Linked DNA regions of Zea mays: region 1 is linked to region 2. A link is a contact called in public Hi-C data. All regions are on one chromosome and are shown on one strand. The core of a region is the stretch at or near the end of the contact, and the rest is flanking DNA. Distances in the headings are between cores, read along the strand shown.

Evidence for each region. A called contact is a pair of places that touch in the nucleus more often than the background predicts.
Region 1: a Hi-C map of ear shows a contact between it and region 2, with 2.8 times the contacts expected there. The contact joins the promoter of LOC100191163 here to the promoter of LOC542547 in region 2. A contact is called at or near these places in 9 of 25 Hi-C or Micro-C datasets (bundle sheath, ear, endosperm and 3 more).

Annotation. Positions count from the first base shown.
Region 1 is chr4:93,549,309-93,552,807 of Zm-B73-REFERENCE-NAM-5.0, reverse strand. LOC100191163 reads right to left here and starts at 1,265. Exons shown (of 10, transcript NM_001136598.1): 1 at 1,063-1,265; 2 at 924-981; 3 at 681-830; 4 at 534-593; 5 at 210-292; 6 at 79-136. The coding sequence starts at 1,254.
Region 2 is chr4:93,394,428-93,398,003 of Zm-B73-REFERENCE-NAM-5.0, reverse strand. It overlaps LOC542547 (50S ribosomal protein L2, mitochondrial-like), which reads right to left and starts at 1,910. Exons shown (of 2, transcript NM_001148261.2): 1 at 1,691-1,910; 2 at 1-1,206. The coding sequence starts at 1,133.

The DNA of each region.
Region 1 (3,499 bases), core at 16-2,515, 160 kb before region 2:
TTTCATTTCATTGAATTCTGTTTTTGTCAAAGATTAATGGAAAAAGCCCAAATACATAACAGCTCACATATAACTTACCCAAAATGAAATCTACTGCTTGGTGAGAAAATGTAGCAAATGAGTGGCCAGCTTCACTCTGCACAAGTGAATCTTACCTTTAGAAAGATGAAACAAAATATCTTAGTTGTAAACAAACTATATGATTTTACTTTGGCAAAAATGCCGTCTGATAGCTCCACCAGGAAATCAGTCGACATGCTGAGCTGCTGCATCTCATCCTCACTGTTGAAATCTGGAGAAGTGAAACAATTGAAACTATAACCTAAGAAATATAACATTTTCTCTTCCAAGAGTAACCCAGATAATCAGAAATGAGCGTCACAGGGAAAATTTTCTACTGTACATTGACAGATTTTCTACTGCAAGAGAAATGCAGTCCAAGGCAAGTGAAAGGCTGTTGTTTACAGACTTTTCAAATTTTAGATGTTTGAATGACATCAAAATTATGACGGTGGATTCAAGACAGAACCAACCGATCAAACTAGAACTTGGAAGAGATCGATCCACTCGCCGTCGCTTCTCCTTCCACCGCACTGTCACACATCACAGAAGTATAAATTACATTAGCAGCCCACAAAAATTTCAAAATACTAGCACATCGAAGCAAACCGAAGCCATACCCAGTCTGAGAAACCTCCTCCTCAGCACCTCGTCAACCCAGTGCTCCCCACCACCGCCACCCTGCTGCGGTCGAAGGTCCCGGCACCCGTCGAAGAAGTGGCACCGGCACGACGCAACCGGGGGCTCCATCTCCTCCCCGCGCACCCCATCTGCTCCGATAACAAACTCAATTTCCACGACGCCTGCAATGGAATTCGGCCAGACGAACAATAGCGCGGATAGATTGGCATGGCCTTACATACCTTGGAGGACCTTGAGCTCCTCGCGGAGGCGGAGGATTTCGCGCTTCCGGTCCTTGGCCTGGGCGGGAGAAGGAGATCTAATGTCAGAGGCGGAGGTAGGGTTTGAATCCGAGGGTTGTTGCTGCTAGGGGAATGGGACCTTGCGCTTCCAGTGGAGGAGAGACGGGGGTGATGTGCCCGCGGTGGCGTTGGCTTTGCCAGGGAGGCGGTTGTAGTGGATGAGAGCCATTGCGAGCGCGGCCTTTAGCGATGGCGAGTCTATTCGCGACGAGGAGGTGCCCGTGGCCGCTGACGCCGTCGGCGTTGGCGGGCGGGGTTTGGGAAGAGCCATGCCGATTGGCGATCGCGGCGGCGCAGGCAAACGAGAGGAGAGGCCCACCCAAGAATATGTGGACCGTGATCCGTGATCAACGAATTTAACATAAACCCGCCTATTCTAGGACCGCGACTACAAACGGCTATTCTACTATTTTAATTAGCTAGAGCAACACTCTAACCCCAAAATCCTATTCTAGCACCTATAAAAGCTTCTCCAAAAGGATTTGAACCAACATATCTTTTTAATAAGGATTTTCTCACAAAATGAATAACTTTTTCTAATAAAAGATCAAATGAAAAGATAATTAAGTTATCCCTTTGTTGATCTATAACTCTTTAAAGAAATTTGAGTTAAATCATATCTTGATAGCTATACAATAGAAATTATTTCTCTAAAATAAACTATTTATGTGTGAATTACATAGCTAGAAGCAATTGCTTCTCTAGAATAATAAATAAATAGAATAATAAAATATTGTTGCATTATTGTTTGTATATTTATAGTTTGAAACTCAAAATAATTTGGAGTTGAATATAGAATCTAAATTCAAGAAAGAAGGCACAAAATATAAAGAAGAGAAGCATACCTAGACCTGGGCTGAATCTTCTCCTCGGCCCAAACCAAATCACTGCACCGACCTCATCACTAGCTGACCGAAGGGACCCATGCCGCAGCCACTCCCTGATAAGGCTGAAGTGCCCGATCTTTCGGTGAGTGGAGATAATTTCGATCTGGCGAAGATGACCCTCACGGTCCGACTACGACGAGCAAGCTCGAGGCGCCAATGCAATCGCTGAACCAACTCCCTATGGTTACCGACCTTGCTGGTGCAAGATCAGCCTGATCACAAAGATCATTTCCTGCACGCAATCGAAGAACGAACAAGAAAAAGATACGAGCAATCTAGTCTATTACTCGATGGTGGAGTTCTGAATACACGAAGACAGCGCTAATATGTGCGTGTTTGGGAATAGCTAAGGCTAATGTAAAACAAAACTCAAGGAACAAAAGGAGGTGCAGCTACTAGATAAATAGAGAGAGGGGCACAGCCCCTGGTGGCGGCCAAGGTGGAAAAACGCAACCCTAGGGGCGGCCCATCCTAGGTCCTCCACCTTGGGTCGTAATTGGGCCGGTCGTCTATTCTTCTGGTCCCTCATTATTCAGTAGCATGACGAAGTTAAGATCTCTTGCACGGGTCCGAGTGATTTGCCCAACTAATGAAGGAAGTGGTGCCTAAGGTGAAGTTGGCCTAGCTGAGGAGGGATGTGGCGCCTGAGGTGGTGGTGCTGCTGGTGTATCGTACTCGTGTTGCAGTTGATATCCTCATCATCCTCCCCTTCTTGAAGTGAAGTCATCCTCAACGGTAACTCGTCATCCTCGCCCATGTATGGTTTCAAATCTGGAACATTAAAACTAGTGTAAACACCAAATTCTACAGACAGGTCAAGGATATAAGCATTATCATTAATCTTTGTTAGCACCTTAAAAGGACCAGCAACACGAGGCATTAATTTAGAATGGTGCAAATTAGGAAACTAATCATTTCTCAAGTGCAACCAAACCATATCATCTGGCTCAAAAGTAACGAGTTTTCTTCCTAAGCAACTTGACTTTTTGCATTAGTAGCAGCAATATTCTGTTTAGTTTGTTCATGTATGGTAATCATTTGTTCAACATATGCAGCAACATCTACATGTGGGGCTCTCGCGGCATTAAGTGAAATCAAATCAATAGGTGCCCTAGAAATGTAACCATAAACAATCTGAAAAGGGCACATCTTTGTAGAAGAATGTGTGGCGTGATTATAAGCAAATTCAATATGAGGCAAGCAATCCTCCCAATGTCTCAAATTCTTGTCTAAAATAGCCCTAAGCATTGTAGATAAAGTTCTATTTACTACCTCAATTTGTCCATGTAACACCCTGAATTTTGGGGTATAAAAATTTCTTTGCTCTATACTCAAAGTTCAGGTGTTACCCTTTTCTTTATTCACTTTTCTTTTCCCTTTATCAAATCAGTAGAGAGTTATTTTGGTTCTATATTAGTAGGAGCTCTAGGAGTGTCATGATTGTTGCATTCATACTGCTGGATAGTGTTTCCAAGTGTAAAAAGTGTTTGAATCATGTCAATATGTCTTGTAGTAGTCGCTCGTAGATTTTCATATTTTTCTGAATATTTTTCTATTTTTCGAAATTCAAAATCTATTTATTTGAGGTACTTAGAAACATTTCAAAAGTTCTAAATATGTTTTTGAGTT
Region 2 (3,576 bases), core at 661-3,160:
GCCTTTCTTAGCTTGCGTGTACCATGGCTTGGGTTGGAGACTATACCAATTGTAGCATGGCATCTTGAATCAACAGCCTTCTCAGCACCTGAGGGAAGGCGCAGGACACACTTGGCGCCTGGCTCCTGGACTACCTTAGCATATGTACCAGCTGCTCGAACCATCTTCCCACCCTGACCAGGACGACATTCAATATTATGCACCCAGGTTCCAATTCGTGCATTGGCTAATGGTATACAATTTCCAACCTTTGAGTTGAGATCAATTATATCGAACTGATTTTCCAAGGAATATGGTGAAGAGGCTGAACTCTTAGAAGGCTTCGAGGAATTATAGTTCATCACTGTACTACCTGGCATGCACTGGTGACTGGCCAATATATAAGACACTGGTATGCAATCAGCCTTTCCCTTTGGCCCTTTACTCGTACCACTAGTCTTTGCTGCCAAGCTACTGAAGCTGTTAGCTTGTGTCTTAAGCAAATGTTTCTTCTTCAGTTCATTCTGCCAGGAGAGTGCAGCTTGACGCTTCATTCTCTGTGCCCAAAGCACATCATCTGTTGCCCATTTCTGAATCTCAGTAAAGGAAAATGTATGTTTTCCTTCTTCATCCGCTTTGGCTTGAGCAAAGAATGTGGGCTTGGCACCAGCTACAGCTATCCTCGGTAAGCTCGATGACGCACCAGATTTAAGAGATGCAGAAATATCTCCATTTCCCAGAGCAGAGTACAGTGCAGAAGCTTCCTTATCTTTATGCACTCTACTAGATAATGCAGCAAGGGAAAACCGGCCGGAGACATCAGCTGTAGCAGATTGTTGGATTTGAGACATGGCACTGAGTTCTTGTGGACTCTTGGGGCGGCGGAAATGCACCCCTTGCACCCATCGCACAAGAGCAAGGCTCGAGGAGCGATTCGGGTCGTACTCGATCCGCTCCACAATACCCGTGGAACAGGCGTCGCGTTTCACATCGACCTTCCTCTGCAACCTCTTGGCCCCTCCACCACGGTGGAAAGAGGTGATGCGCCCAGACGAGTTCCTCCCAGCCGTCTTCGATGAACTCAGAGTCAGACGCTTCAGCGCTCCCGTCTTTGCTCGATCCCTCACAAGCGAGAGAGCAGACTGACGTGCCATCTCGTTGAAAGGGATGGAGACTGTACAATAGCTCCGAGTGGAGACTCTCCAAAATGCAAAGATGTTCTAGGCTCTGCAACATTCAAATACCAAAGACTAATAATTAAGGTCCATATAAAGCACTATTACAATATGGATGGAATCTGGCATGACTACATCAATTCAGCAGAAATCTACAATACAGATCACATCTGGACTACGGAGCCCTAGGCCGGTCTGGAAAAACCCAAGCAACTAGTGTGTTGGGTGGCGGACAATTAGAGCAAAGCCACAAAAGCAGCATCAAGCAGCACGAAACAATCAGTTTCCAGGCACATGACAAGCAAATCCGCGTAGGAAAAAAAAAACAAATCCCACATCCCCACCGCGCAGCCACGCCAATCCCTAACCAAGCCGATCCCCATTCCCCAACCCACGAACTATGAAGTACCATAACTAGAGAATCCGTTGCGTACCTTGCCTAGAAAATAGATCTTTTTCTACACAATCTAGACCTGGTACAGATGTGTTCGCTAACTAGTTCCCACGTCACGAATGGTTGAAGATGAGGAACTAACCAGGAAGCGGCAGGGACAAGACCTAGACGGGTTGGCCGGCGGTCGCAGCAGCTCTGAGGTGAGATGGTCCGAGGAGACGATGGCGCTCGGCAGCAGGAAAGAGGTCAGTCGCCTTGCCGGCGGCTACGAGTGGTGTGCTGCGGAGCGAGGGAGATCGAGGACGGCTACGATGGGCCCCCGGGGATGCGCTTGGGCCTTGGATAGAGAGCTAGGCCGCAGCTGGTGAGTGGATAGTGATAGGCCTATTTACACAGTTCCGGCCCAGAACCGGTAGGGCCCCATAAACTATCTAGCAAAGCCTACCACGCAGTGGTGATAATCTCTATTCTCTATCTCTATTCTCTATTTTTATACTTAAAGCACCAGTTTCAATGGTCATTCCGTGTCAATATTTTTCAAAGACCCCTCGTCTCTTCAGAATCAACCCGCAATTCTAAAACTATCTCTACTATGTGTCTTCCCTAGTTCTACCGTTCTGCCACTTATCGATCTGGTGTGTCGATCCATCCGCCCGCACTCCAACGTCGCACGGTGCCCAACGCCCGATGAAGTCGCGCACCTCCGTCTCCTCCGGTCACCCGCCCGCCCGCTTCCTCAGCAATCGCCCTCGCGAGTAATAGCTCCTCTGCCATCCCCACGCCGACGACGTTATCCATCCACGCTCACGCCGACGATACTTATCTATCCGCGCCAAATCCGGTCCCCCATTCAGGCACGACGGCTGGCCGGCTGCAGTGGTCCCCTATCTCCTCCTCCACGTCATATATAACAATTCAACCCGTCCTGGCTCTCCTCTCAGCTCGCTCGATCGCATCCCAAACCCCTGCACAGGAAGGAGGGAGGTGAGAAAAGGGAGAGCTAGGGTTCTGCGTCGCCGCCTTCTGTTATCCCCAAGTGAGCGACAGTCCCATAGATCCAGTACGCATGCTTCGCGTCGCCGCTGCCATCTTGATCTGTGTCGTTTGGTATTTTTTTGTAATCTGGTAATTTTTGTTCTAGCATGTAGGCACCTAATGGGCTCCTTCGCCCTGGTTGCCACAGTCCATGTGGCCACCGCGATGCTCTAGCTCGATGCCGAGGTAGGACTGCTTCATTCACCCATGACGGTAAGATTCAAATTCTGGCTTTCCAACTACTAGCACGATCTGTTTTAACATCAGTTTTGCTTCAAAGTCGCAAAGTTCGGATCGAAGAAAAATTTGAGTTATTTAATTGTACAAGTGGAAGAGAATTCATACATGTACATGATTCGCGTATTTTTTATATCCATTTAGTTATTTACTTTTTAAAAATACAAGTTTAAGTTTTCAGCTTAAGTAAACATGATTTGGCAGTAATATACAAGTTACAATGTCCCTAGGGGTGCTTTGCTCTTGCAAAATATTACTGTTGCTAAATTGTTTCATAAATTTGATTAAAGAGATTAATCTACCACACATAGGTTAAATAAATATCTATTTATAAAAATATTTGACATGGTAAAAAAATAATGTTGTTACTCTGTAGGCAATGTTATTACAAAGCTAATGCGACTTAAACGGATTAAATCGAAGTTATAATGCAAAAGTTATGGGCTAATTAAGTTTTAGAGCTATCTAATATTAATCTTATAGATTCTAGGGGTTTGTTTGTTAATCCTAGGGACTCAGATGCAAAGTTCTCCTATGGTGGAGGGATGGCGAGTTTATTACCCCAAACCTGAGGGGCTCTTCTGCAAAAGGTGCTCGACAAAGGTGTATGCACACACAACGATCGTCTGATCAAAACCCTACGACCAGGATTAAATCCCCCATTTTATGAACCGATATGCATCGTGATATGTCAGATTGGAGATCGACGATTGTGGTTTAATGAACCCTGATCTAATCACAGCCGCACACTCCACG